Linked DNA regions of Mus musculus: region 1 is linked to region 2. The links are chromatin contacts, called in public Hi-C maps. All regions are on one chromosome and are shown on one strand. Each heading gives the region's core, a stretch centred on a gene start, on an enhancer-like site or on the middle of the called end of the contact. The rest is flanking DNA. Distances are from core to core; before and after follow the strand shown. Region 1 has its middle 38 kb from the start of Pde1a. Region 2 overlaps Pde1a (phosphodiesterase 1A, calmodulin-dependent).

Region 1 (5,080 bases), core at 2,150-4,649, 88 kb after region 2:
AGTTATATTCCCAACAGAGACACATGCATATAGACAGTATCAATGAGAAATGTTAAATAGTCTTAAAGCTTCGAAACGGAAATTATTCCATTTCCCATAGTGTAGTAAGTAAAGGGCAGTGTATTCATTCAATGACACTACACAGCAATGAATATTAAAAAGCAAAAACCACAATGAAAATACCAATAAACAAGCATTAAGCAAAAACAAAACATAACACCATTGAATGAATCTACTTAGACATTAATCAATTAATTAATTAATTAATTAATTAGAACAGGCAAAACTAGTTCATGTCTTTAAGAAACAGCTGGCATGTGGCATGGCTAGTGATCAGAAAATCGGCATGAGGGGCAGAGCCACAATAAACACACTGAGATTGCAGCTGATGTTAGATTTGGAAGCAATAGGAACTCCACACTGACCAGTGTAATAGATACAAGAAATGCAGGTGCAAAGACTCCTACTAAAGAGCTCACCATCTGTTAACGATCTGCCTTCTAATTTTCTCATGCCATAAGTGGTTACTCATGACAATGAGAAACCAGCAACTTCTAAGGAAGACAGTCCTTTTGTTAAGACAAACAAACCAAAGAAATCTGGCATTTTGCTGGTAAGATGGCTTGGTGGACAAAGGAACTTAGGAGCAAACCTGGTGACCCAAGTTCAATCCGCATAACCCACACGATGGAAGGAGGGAGCCAGTTACCATGAGTTGTCCTCTAACCTACCTATGTGTGGCATCCTGTGCCTACATATACACATTATAAACAAACAAACAAACAAACAAACAAACAAATAAATGTAAATAAATAAATAAACAAACAAACAAATGTAATTTTTATAAATCTAATGTCATGCGTGCAATTTCCTTTGGTTAAAACGTGGCTTACTTTGCTAGTTCTTTACTCTGAAGCAATATGTACAATAAATTTGAATATCTAGTTAAAGCACTTCAAGCAATTGCAGTCAATTAACATAGTGCCCTCTTAAGTCTTACTCTTGATTAAACACCTCCCAACTCTTAATTGACATTTCATAGAAAGTGCCAGAACCTGCCCCATCATACTTCTAATATTCTCATGTGCAAACATCACTGGTGAGGAAGAATGGTGTGGTTTGATGCAAATATTCAAAATGTGTGATCTTAATCAAGTACCTCAGAGATGAGTTTCCTTGGTGATAGTCAAGAGATGATGAAGGCAATCTGAGTATGCTTTTGAAGAAGGTTCCAGATCTCACTCCAGCTTGATGTTCTCATTTTAATATCCTGTTGTGCTTTTCAGACTCACTGTTAATTTCCTCCCATTCACAAGCCTTCCTTCATTCCCTACTTCTACTGTGTTTTCTACTTTGAAACATAGCAAACCTTTCTCAAAACCGTTAGCTAAATTTCTCCTGTGTAGTCAGTTCATTCCCTCATTGCATGGGTATCTCTGTTGTCTTGTGCAGCGTCTGTGTACTTTGATAGGAGAAATAATAATGATGAATACAGACCTGTAAATACTTGTTCCTACTTACTCTGGGTATTCTATCATGGACCAAACAAAGCATCAGTGGTAGCCAATTATCCTGATGCCTTTAAGTTGGATGTTTATAATAGCATAAATGTCTATACAGCCAGGAAGTTCATCTTAGTGGCTAAATGAATTTCTGTCTTTCATGCTTTTTTTTGAACATCCAAGACCATTTACATTGATGACCTTATTTTTCATCTTCTCTAAAGAGCAAAATTATTGTATGATTATTTTGCAGACTTCACATAGCAATTTCAACTTTTTTGTTCCTAAAACCGAGGTCTGATTTATTCTTTACAACATAAAAGTGAACCAAGATAACCATGTAAGTGGATCTGCTATCAACAGTCAATATATTCTTTTTTCTTATTGTTTGAAATTAGGAAGTAATAAAATCTGGTATAATTGGAGCAATGCACAGTCTTCAAATAGTCATTGATAATGACTACATAATACTTTTATAATGATGACTCTGGCTAGGCCAGGAAACGCAGAGCTATGGAGGAAATGGCAAAGCTGAGATAAGAGGTCAACTCTCCCATCCATGACATACAGAGCCAAGGGCAAATCCCTTGACTTTCTATATTAACTTCTTCTTCTGTGATATGAGAACAGTAGTACCATTTCCTGCTATGTCAGTACAGTAGTTATATTGGAAGCTAGTTTATGGTAAGTGCTAGAAGGAGTTGCTAATTTGTTTTAAGTAGATAAAATCTTGAAACATGTGAAAGTGGGCAAGAAGACTAAAGCTTTTACTTTAATGGATGTTTTTAATTCACTGAAAACTTTCTGATTATGAGGTGATAATGGTAAGAGGTATTGCTGGATAAAACTGAAGGTTTAGCTTTATAACTAAGGACATCAACATCATATTTTCATGAACTCTCTCTTGAAATCTGAGTTATTGAAATGTCATCAAATGAAAGGAATGGGAAAGAAAAACACAAATATTCCCGGTATTATTCTGCAAATCAAATCATATAACAGATGGTATGACCTGGAGAGGATACTTCCAAGAGAATAACATAAAACTCAGTCATCCACAAATTTAATGTGTAAGGACTTACTTTGTCTTTTATTATTTCAGTTTATCTAAAGTGAGCTTGAAGCTGTAAATGCAAATGTAATGAACTATAAATATCGTCTGTCTGTACCTCTATACTGCAGTTAGAATGAAGATCATGATGTGTAAGGACTGGCTTGCTATAAGATTAAAGGTACCACACAGTGGTGCTTTCCTTTTATGCTAAACCAAAATGGTATGTTAATTAGTAAGCTAATAAATTTAATCCTTAAAAACAAACGGATTGTTGACCATAGAAGATGTTGAAATGGTAATGAACCTACTTCCTGGGGATGTTAAGAAGCTAAAGTAATATTCACATCTCTGATATTCCAGCAGCTCTCAGGGAGAAAATCATGGTCCATTACACTAACTGAATTCTAAATCTATAACAAAGTACCCTCTCCAGTCATGACTCATTGTTCAGAAGAGATCCTTCTTAATACAGACTTACTCTGTTCATGTCCTAAGTAAGTCTAAACGTGTGTCGAAGTCGTCTTTGCCATGACCTTGTGACCATTCACCTCTACTGAAGAATCATCTGAGTCTCTTAGAGGGTGATTGAGATATGGCTCCTGAAAGGCAGAGGGCAGAGGTAGTGGTTCCATGGTTATTGTAGATCCAGGAACTGGTATTCCACCGAGCACTGAACAACTATTTGCTATCGTTTTGTCATAGAAGAGTGGAACTCATCTCCTGTCTTCTCAGGAGCATGTTCTGTGTGCTTCCAGTCAGTTTCTCTACATGGAGAGATAAGGTGGAAGGAAAGAAGAGTGAAGGAGAGGTGCATGAAGTAATGTCTCCAATGCTCACAGTAAAGGGGAAGACTTTTATTATGCAACACTGAGGGGAAAGTGGTAATGAAAGGGGAAGAGAAGGAGGCTTAGTCTGTTGTCACTTGAACAACCTTCCTCCTTCTTCCATTGGTCTGTTACTTAAGACATCATTACTAAACCACTTCATAAGGCATGGCAGGAATGTCTATACAATACCATCTCAGCCCTGCACATGCTAAGGAGTATTCTAATTCGGGGTAAAGTCTATTCCTGAGCATTTACATAGCATCTGGTATTTGAAAAGTAAAAGGTAAATAAATGTCACTTGCTACTATTAAAGTGGCAATTTTAGTGGCAACTATTAAACACGATCTTACTCTGAAACGGATTAATGTAAAGAATTCAATATCACCATTTTTAAATATCCAATGTAATAATCGTGTATTCAAAGACCAATATGCTAGCTAGACTTATGTCAACTTGATACAACTAGAGTTTTATAAAAAGAGGGGACCTCATTTGATCCAGCTACAAGGCATTTTCAAATTAGTGATTGGTGGGGGAGGGTCCAGCCCACTGTCCATGATCATGCCATTCTTGGTCTGGTGGTCCCGGATCCTATAAAGAACCAGGTTGAGTAAGCCATAATGAGCAAGCCGGCAAGCAGCATCCCTCCACAGCGTCTGGATCAGTTCGTGCCTCTAGGTTCCTGCCCTGACTGAGTTCCAGTTCACCTTCCTTTGGATGATGAACAGTGGTGTGGAAGTGTAAGGCAGATAAACCCTTTCATCCCCAAGTTGCTTTGGATCATGGTGCCTCATCATATCAATAGTAACATTAACTAAGACAACCAAAAAATGTTAAATCTAATTGAAATGGGGCTACTGAGAAGTAGGTCTGTCCCAAAAAAACTCTACAAGGTTTTTTTTTTTTTTTTTTTTTTTTTTTTGGAATTTAAATGCAATCTTTTACAATTCAATCCAGTGATCTACCATGAGGGGACAGTCTGCCTTTATGTGACTTCTGGGAATAATCTAAGGACATTGATTGCTGCCAAAATATCTAACTTGAATCTCATAAGGCTTTAGAACAATTTTCCAGGTTTTTGGAAATAGATGACATAGACAAAAACAGTGAACCATGCATGAAGTAAGGAAAGAGTAGTATACGTATACAGAGTGTGGGACAGTCTTCACCACGGCTATCCTATGCTCCTTAATACCCAGTCAAAGGGAAAGCAGTCTGAGAGGATACCAGATTAGAGTCTAAAGAGTTGCAGCTCTGAAGAAACGAGACCAATACAGTACAGGAACCTAGGCTGTATCCTGCTTTGAAAATGTGTTTTAAAGACATTATGAGAACTCAAGATAATTATATATTAATAAGTAACATAATTATTAATTTTAGTAGCATATTAATATGGTATTTAGGCAAAATTTTGTTCTTGAGGAATTTGTGCTAGAATACCTAGCTGTAAATGTGATGATTTCTATAACTTTATTTAAATGATTTGGCAAAAATATTCTAGAGTATATTAAATTCTAATATGTATAAATCAAACAATAAATTCATTGTATTTCTATATAAAAATATAGTATATGTAAAATATTACATATTTTATGTATTATTAGCATATTATTTTACAAATTGTTAGCTTTGTTGAACCTTGGCTAATAATTTTTAAAATATTTTTACAATAAACATGTTATTGTACAATTTTTATT
Region 2 (5,167 bases), core at 150-2,649:
CTCACTTTGTAGACCAGGCTGGCTTCGAACTAAGAAATCCACCTGCCTCTGCCTCCCGAGTGCTGGGATTAAAGGCATGTGCCACCACACCTGGCCAGAGTTAGTTTTCAAGATCCAGTCAACTCCATGATACGCGGGAGCCTAAGGACATTCCGGACTGGCTCAGGGCTGCCTGGAGACACTTCTAGGGCCCCGTGGTAACAGAGTTTGCTCCTGGAATGGAAACACTTGGCAAGGAGAGTGAGTTGATAATGATGGGGACAGAACTTCTCTGTGCCAGCCCAGCTCACACTCTGTCTCTGTCTGATCAGTGGACAGGGACTCAGTGAGACCTATGCCGCCTCCACGGAATCTCACTTCCCATCCAGATCTGGCCAGGTGACCCATCCGATACCAAGGACTCGGGGCTCCCTGACACAACTGCCTGCCATCTGAAATTCCATGTAGTGCCAATGAAAAAGATTACTCAGACACGTGATAAAACATAAGGATGCCCTCATTCAGAATCATGTGAAAGAAAGAATGGAGCACAACTCCAGACACAGAGAGGGCAAGAGGGAACTGACAGGGAACCGGTTGGGTGAGGTAGTGGAAAATGATGACCTAACAGCTTCTCACTGAAGACAGGCCAGGACCATCAGACATCACTTAGGGATGGTGGAAGATTAGGAAACTAATGTTGAAAACAAGGTTCACACTAGTCTGACTTAGCAGGATGCCTGGCTAACACTAGATTTTAAAAGTGCAGGGATGACTCTAGAAGATTCAGAAGTCTAACGAGGGTCTGGCTGAGCAAACTCTTTGTCAATCCAAAATGATCACTCTTGTTTTTGATTCTACAGAGAAATTCCCTAAAGACAAGCATACTCATACTTGATACTTTCTTTCTAAAGGATTTTTTTCAAATAAAAGGGGATCAGTTTTGACATGAAGAAGTTTAAGAAAAAATTTACCTGTATTTAAAGATTATGTTTATTGGGAGATTCGCAGATGCTTCCTTGAACAGGTAGAAGCTAAGACATTTGGGAAACGGAAAGAGAAAGGCAAGTGAGGCAAGCGAAGGAACAAGAAGTTTCTGGCAAGCACTGAGTTGTTGCAAGACTTTAGCTTTACAAATCCACTAACTACTTCAAGATGCTTTGAGGGGGACTTACTTTAAAAGTGTTTACATGCATAAGCATACATATCTTGCATTGATCCAGTGTCTTTTGTCCCCGTCAGAAAAAAAACAATTTTTTTCCACTCATTTCAAAAGGAGTGGAGAGCTAGAGTACTTGTAATAAAAGATTACCGAGCGAAAAACACGTGTTGGTTTCATAACTATTCTTTAGGCCATGCAAGCCTTTATAAGAACAAGAGGAACCAAAGAAACAGGGAAGCTGTGTATTGTGTGTTGAAATTTGATGAAGCAAGGAGAGAGACGTAATCATGGACTACAGTCAGAGACACGTGACTGGAAGAAGCAGTGTTGCCTACTGGTAACCTCCTGGGGAGGCCTAGCAAAGCTGGTCTGTTCAAATTACTGTGTGTAAGCTGGTGTCTTCCTACCAGACATAAAAAGGGCATGTTGCACATGTGGATTTGGTAAAATTATTTGGAATAAGGTGAAAAAATGAGATAATGTCAGAAAATGATTTCCTGGGCTTTATTATTTATTGCAAGAAAGTAAGATAATGGAATGCCAGGCATCCATCTGTCATCGCCTCTCCTTGAGTGGCTAAGGTGCCATGTCTTGGGGCAGCCTATGCTAAACTGTGCTCTATGCACAGAGAAATGAGACAGTAAAGATACAAATATTTTATATGTGCTTATGGCCACATACAAAATTATTTAATTTTATAAGATAATATTCAGACTCAATTCTTCAGATCCATGGTATGATAAGAAGTAGAAATGATGTAAAGACCAAACTTATTTTCTCCAGAAATATCAGCTCCTTCTTTCTCCCTATTTTTCCAGTTTGTTAACATCCTTTGCAAGTCTGTCAATGGTGTAGAAGAAGTGTCAGGATTGAAATGGCAGTCTGGGTGTGTGAGGAAAGCTAAATCATTTGACATTTCAGCCTCTTCTGAGAGGTTGCTCTGTTTTGTGGAAGCTATAAGTCTTGCATTGAACTTTCTGAAGCAATTAAGTTGGAAGTTCCTGTGTTGACTTCCCTCAATGACGGACCACAACCTGTATGATGAATTAAACCATTTCCCAAACTTCTTTTAGTCGAGGTGTTTCTCACAACCTAGCTAGAATATAAGCAGTAAGTGAGAATTCATATGAAGGAATAAGGTGGCAATCAGCAAACAGGAAGCTATTTACTCAAGAGAAGCATCCGGCCTAACAGGGATTTTGAATACACAGATTTGCAAGATTGTTGCTGAAGGCAAGTCAAGTATTGGACAGCCTACAAGAAAGCACCGTGAAGGGACTACTTGGCTTTGTGCCTCATTTTGTGTGCCCTGAATTAAGGCCAGAGAAATGCTGCATGGTGATTTCTCACCCGATATGTGGAAGGAGGAAGTGAATTAAGACTGAGACCGGAAGCCCACTGTGCAAGTCTTGCAAGTACAGACACCCTTCTACCCCATTTATTATTAGTTTGACATTTATTATTTCAATCTCTTTGTTTATTTAATTTCATTTTAAAAAAGAAGAAATGATGATGGCTAGAGAAAGAGTTATTGTTTTCCTTTGGTTCACAATGACCCAGATTTAGTCATTTAACAGATGGTAATTTTTAACCATTCAATATTTCAAGTCTAGCCCAAAGTTTATTAATCACATCACGGTGGTTTTATACTTTTCTCATAGTTTTAATTATATACGTGCCTAGGGATCCTTATAAATTTTCTTTTGAAACATACATACAAAATATATGAGCTTGATAATCTAAGTAGATGTTGGTGAAAAAGAGCCAAAATTATGTATTCTAAATTTTAATGATTGTATTGATACATTCTGTGGGAATTTATAAAACTCCTAACAAATTACAGGCATTGCAAGAAATTTTAAAGTGGACAATTGGCATTCTTCACCTGAGAAAACATCTTTTTAAATTCCATCCTTCAATATGTATATTCAGGAATAACAATATGTAGAGGACATTCTAAAACTTTAACTTTACAACTATCCACTTGGAAGATCTTCCCAAATACCCCCAAAATCAGGACTAACACTCATTTCAGAGGCTGGGGAGATGGCTCAGTGTATAAGAACTTGTGTGCATGCATGAAGACCTAAGCTAAAATCTCCAGACAGTCCTGTGTAACCCCACACCAGGGACCACAGACAGTTTGGGGTTTGCTGCCTGCAAGCCAAACTCCATGTTCAGTGAGTGGCTCCATCTTAAGGTAATAAGGTAGAGAGTGATAGAATAGGATGCTCAAAACCCTCCTCTGATCATTGTGCATGTACATGTACATTTGAACACACCAGACACATACACACACATATAATATGCACACACATGAGCATACACAAATAAATAATAAATAAATATTTTTAAAATAACTAAACACAATTTACTTTTCCCAAAAATTTTTACAAAGATGTTTTTGCACATGAATTTTGATGATGCAACCATGATCATTAATTAAAATATACATTTCACTCTTGAGTTTCCAGCATCGACAATGCTCGAAAAAAGTATTCAAATGAATTTGCACAGATAAATTATAATATACAAATATTTGTTATGAAAATAATCATGGATTGTGACTTAGGGTTCTGTAGGGAAAGGGACTAAAATTTTGCACAGGATTTCTTTTGTGTTTTTGTAACCAGCTCTCTCCTGATCTTCTTTTTAAATATCTTAGATTTTTTTCTCTGAAAGCATTTTCTTACTAAGAGTTATCTATTCAGAAATGTAAAAGTAACTAGATAAAATTCAAGCCCTTCAGCTGAGAGATGAGAAGCCTGAAATTTGGGTTCCTATTCTCATTTTCTCTTAAGGAAAACATTTGGTATTGATCAGTTTACGCCGCCTCTCTTGGCTTCCTCTTTACAAGGACATTTGGGGAAAATAGGCAGCAGGAGAGTCTTAAAATGTGAAGATGGAGAGGTCGTGATCCACTGTTGTAAGCCAGAAAATTGTCAGTAACCAGGCTTAACTGTGAGAGTGGTAAGAGTAGACACAGATTAAAGTAGAAACCTAGGGAACATAAGGACCAAAGAAATGAAAACTCTTGGGAGTGGGAAGTGCTCCCTAAAGCCCAGGTGCTAAGGCTGGGTTGCAAGTGAGTGGGCTGGGCTCTAAAACCATCTAAGGACTGAGGGAGTAGGAATAGGAGGTGAAGCCTGACTGGAGGAGTGGGTGACTAGGACCATGCCATGATGAGAAGGGTGTCTTCTCCACTCCTTCTCCTCACTTTCCCCAGACCTGCCATCAAAGGGCAGCTTCCTTCATGCCTTCCTTCTCCTAAACACAAGCCAAATGTCAATGGAACCAGTGGACATGAAGCCTCTGAACCAAGCACCAAAGCATCTTCTCCCTCAAGTCATTTACCTTAAGAAACCCATGACAGTAGTGAAAAACTAACTAAAAAAGCTATGCTTTGCGGTATTGCACAAATATTTGTTTTCTTTGTTCTGCAAATGGAAGGGTTTTGAGAAGGGGTGATGATCAGTCACTTTTCGGGAAGAAACTCTTTGAATAAATCAATCAGAACGTTCACATTAGTCACTTGTGGTATACGATGTGAAAAAAAAATAAAAGCAAAACCAACAAAACAAAGTAAGCCTTGTAATTGGATTTGTGAGATAAGTGCTCTCTTTTCCTCCCCACAGTTCATAGTTCCTTCTCTTGGCAAGCTTACTACTGAAGTGTCCACAGACCATGGGCACAGATTTCAATTTTTAAAATGCATATTCATTTCAATAGTTTCAGTGGAAGAGTCTCCCAAACGTTCACTGGAATCACATGATTAAAAATTCAGAACTAGACTTAAAAAGAAATATTCTTAAACTTATTGTGCATCTGAGCAAAACCATAAAACTCTCTAGCTTGGAGGAATGGTTCTCATGCCTCCCAGCTGTCCACATGTTCAGTTTAATTCAGCTTTTAAAGATAAATTGTACAGATATTCTCCATCCATCTAGGGTTGTTACATGAATGGCTGTTTTGTAGTAAATATGAAGTGTAGTGTGGGATAAGATATGGTTGGTGCTGAGGTGTGGT

Evidence for each region. Hi-C and Micro-C count contacts between places; a contact is called where the count stands out from the background.
Region 1: a contact with region 2 is called in a Hi-C map of bone marrow, with 1.9 times the contacts expected there. The contact joins two enhancer-like sites. A contact is called at or near these places in 5 of 484 Hi-C or Micro-C datasets (bone marrow, erythroblasts, macrophages and 2 more).

What each region holds. Positions count from the first base shown.
Region 1 is chr2:80,164,857-80,169,936 of GRCm38.p6, forward strand. It overlaps a transcript of Pde1a not described here. Among named protein-coding and RNA genes, the nearest start is that of Pde1a, 38 kb to the left of the region's middle. Within about 2 kb of position 3,400, at least 12 of the 459 cell types and tissues checked have an H3K27ac peak or open chromatin away from gene starts, as enhancers often do. A contact at or near this core is called in bone marrow, where this site is marked.
Region 2 is chr2:80,079,217-80,084,383 of GRCm38.p6, forward strand. All of the region lies in intron 2 of Pde1a (phosphodiesterase 1A, calmodulin-dependent), which reads right to left. Among named protein-coding and RNA genes, the nearest start is that of Pde1a, 48 kb to the right of the region's middle. Within about 2 kb of position 1,400, at least 40 of the 459 cell types and tissues checked have an H3K27ac peak or open chromatin away from gene starts, as enhancers often do. A contact at or near this core is called in bone marrow, where this site is marked.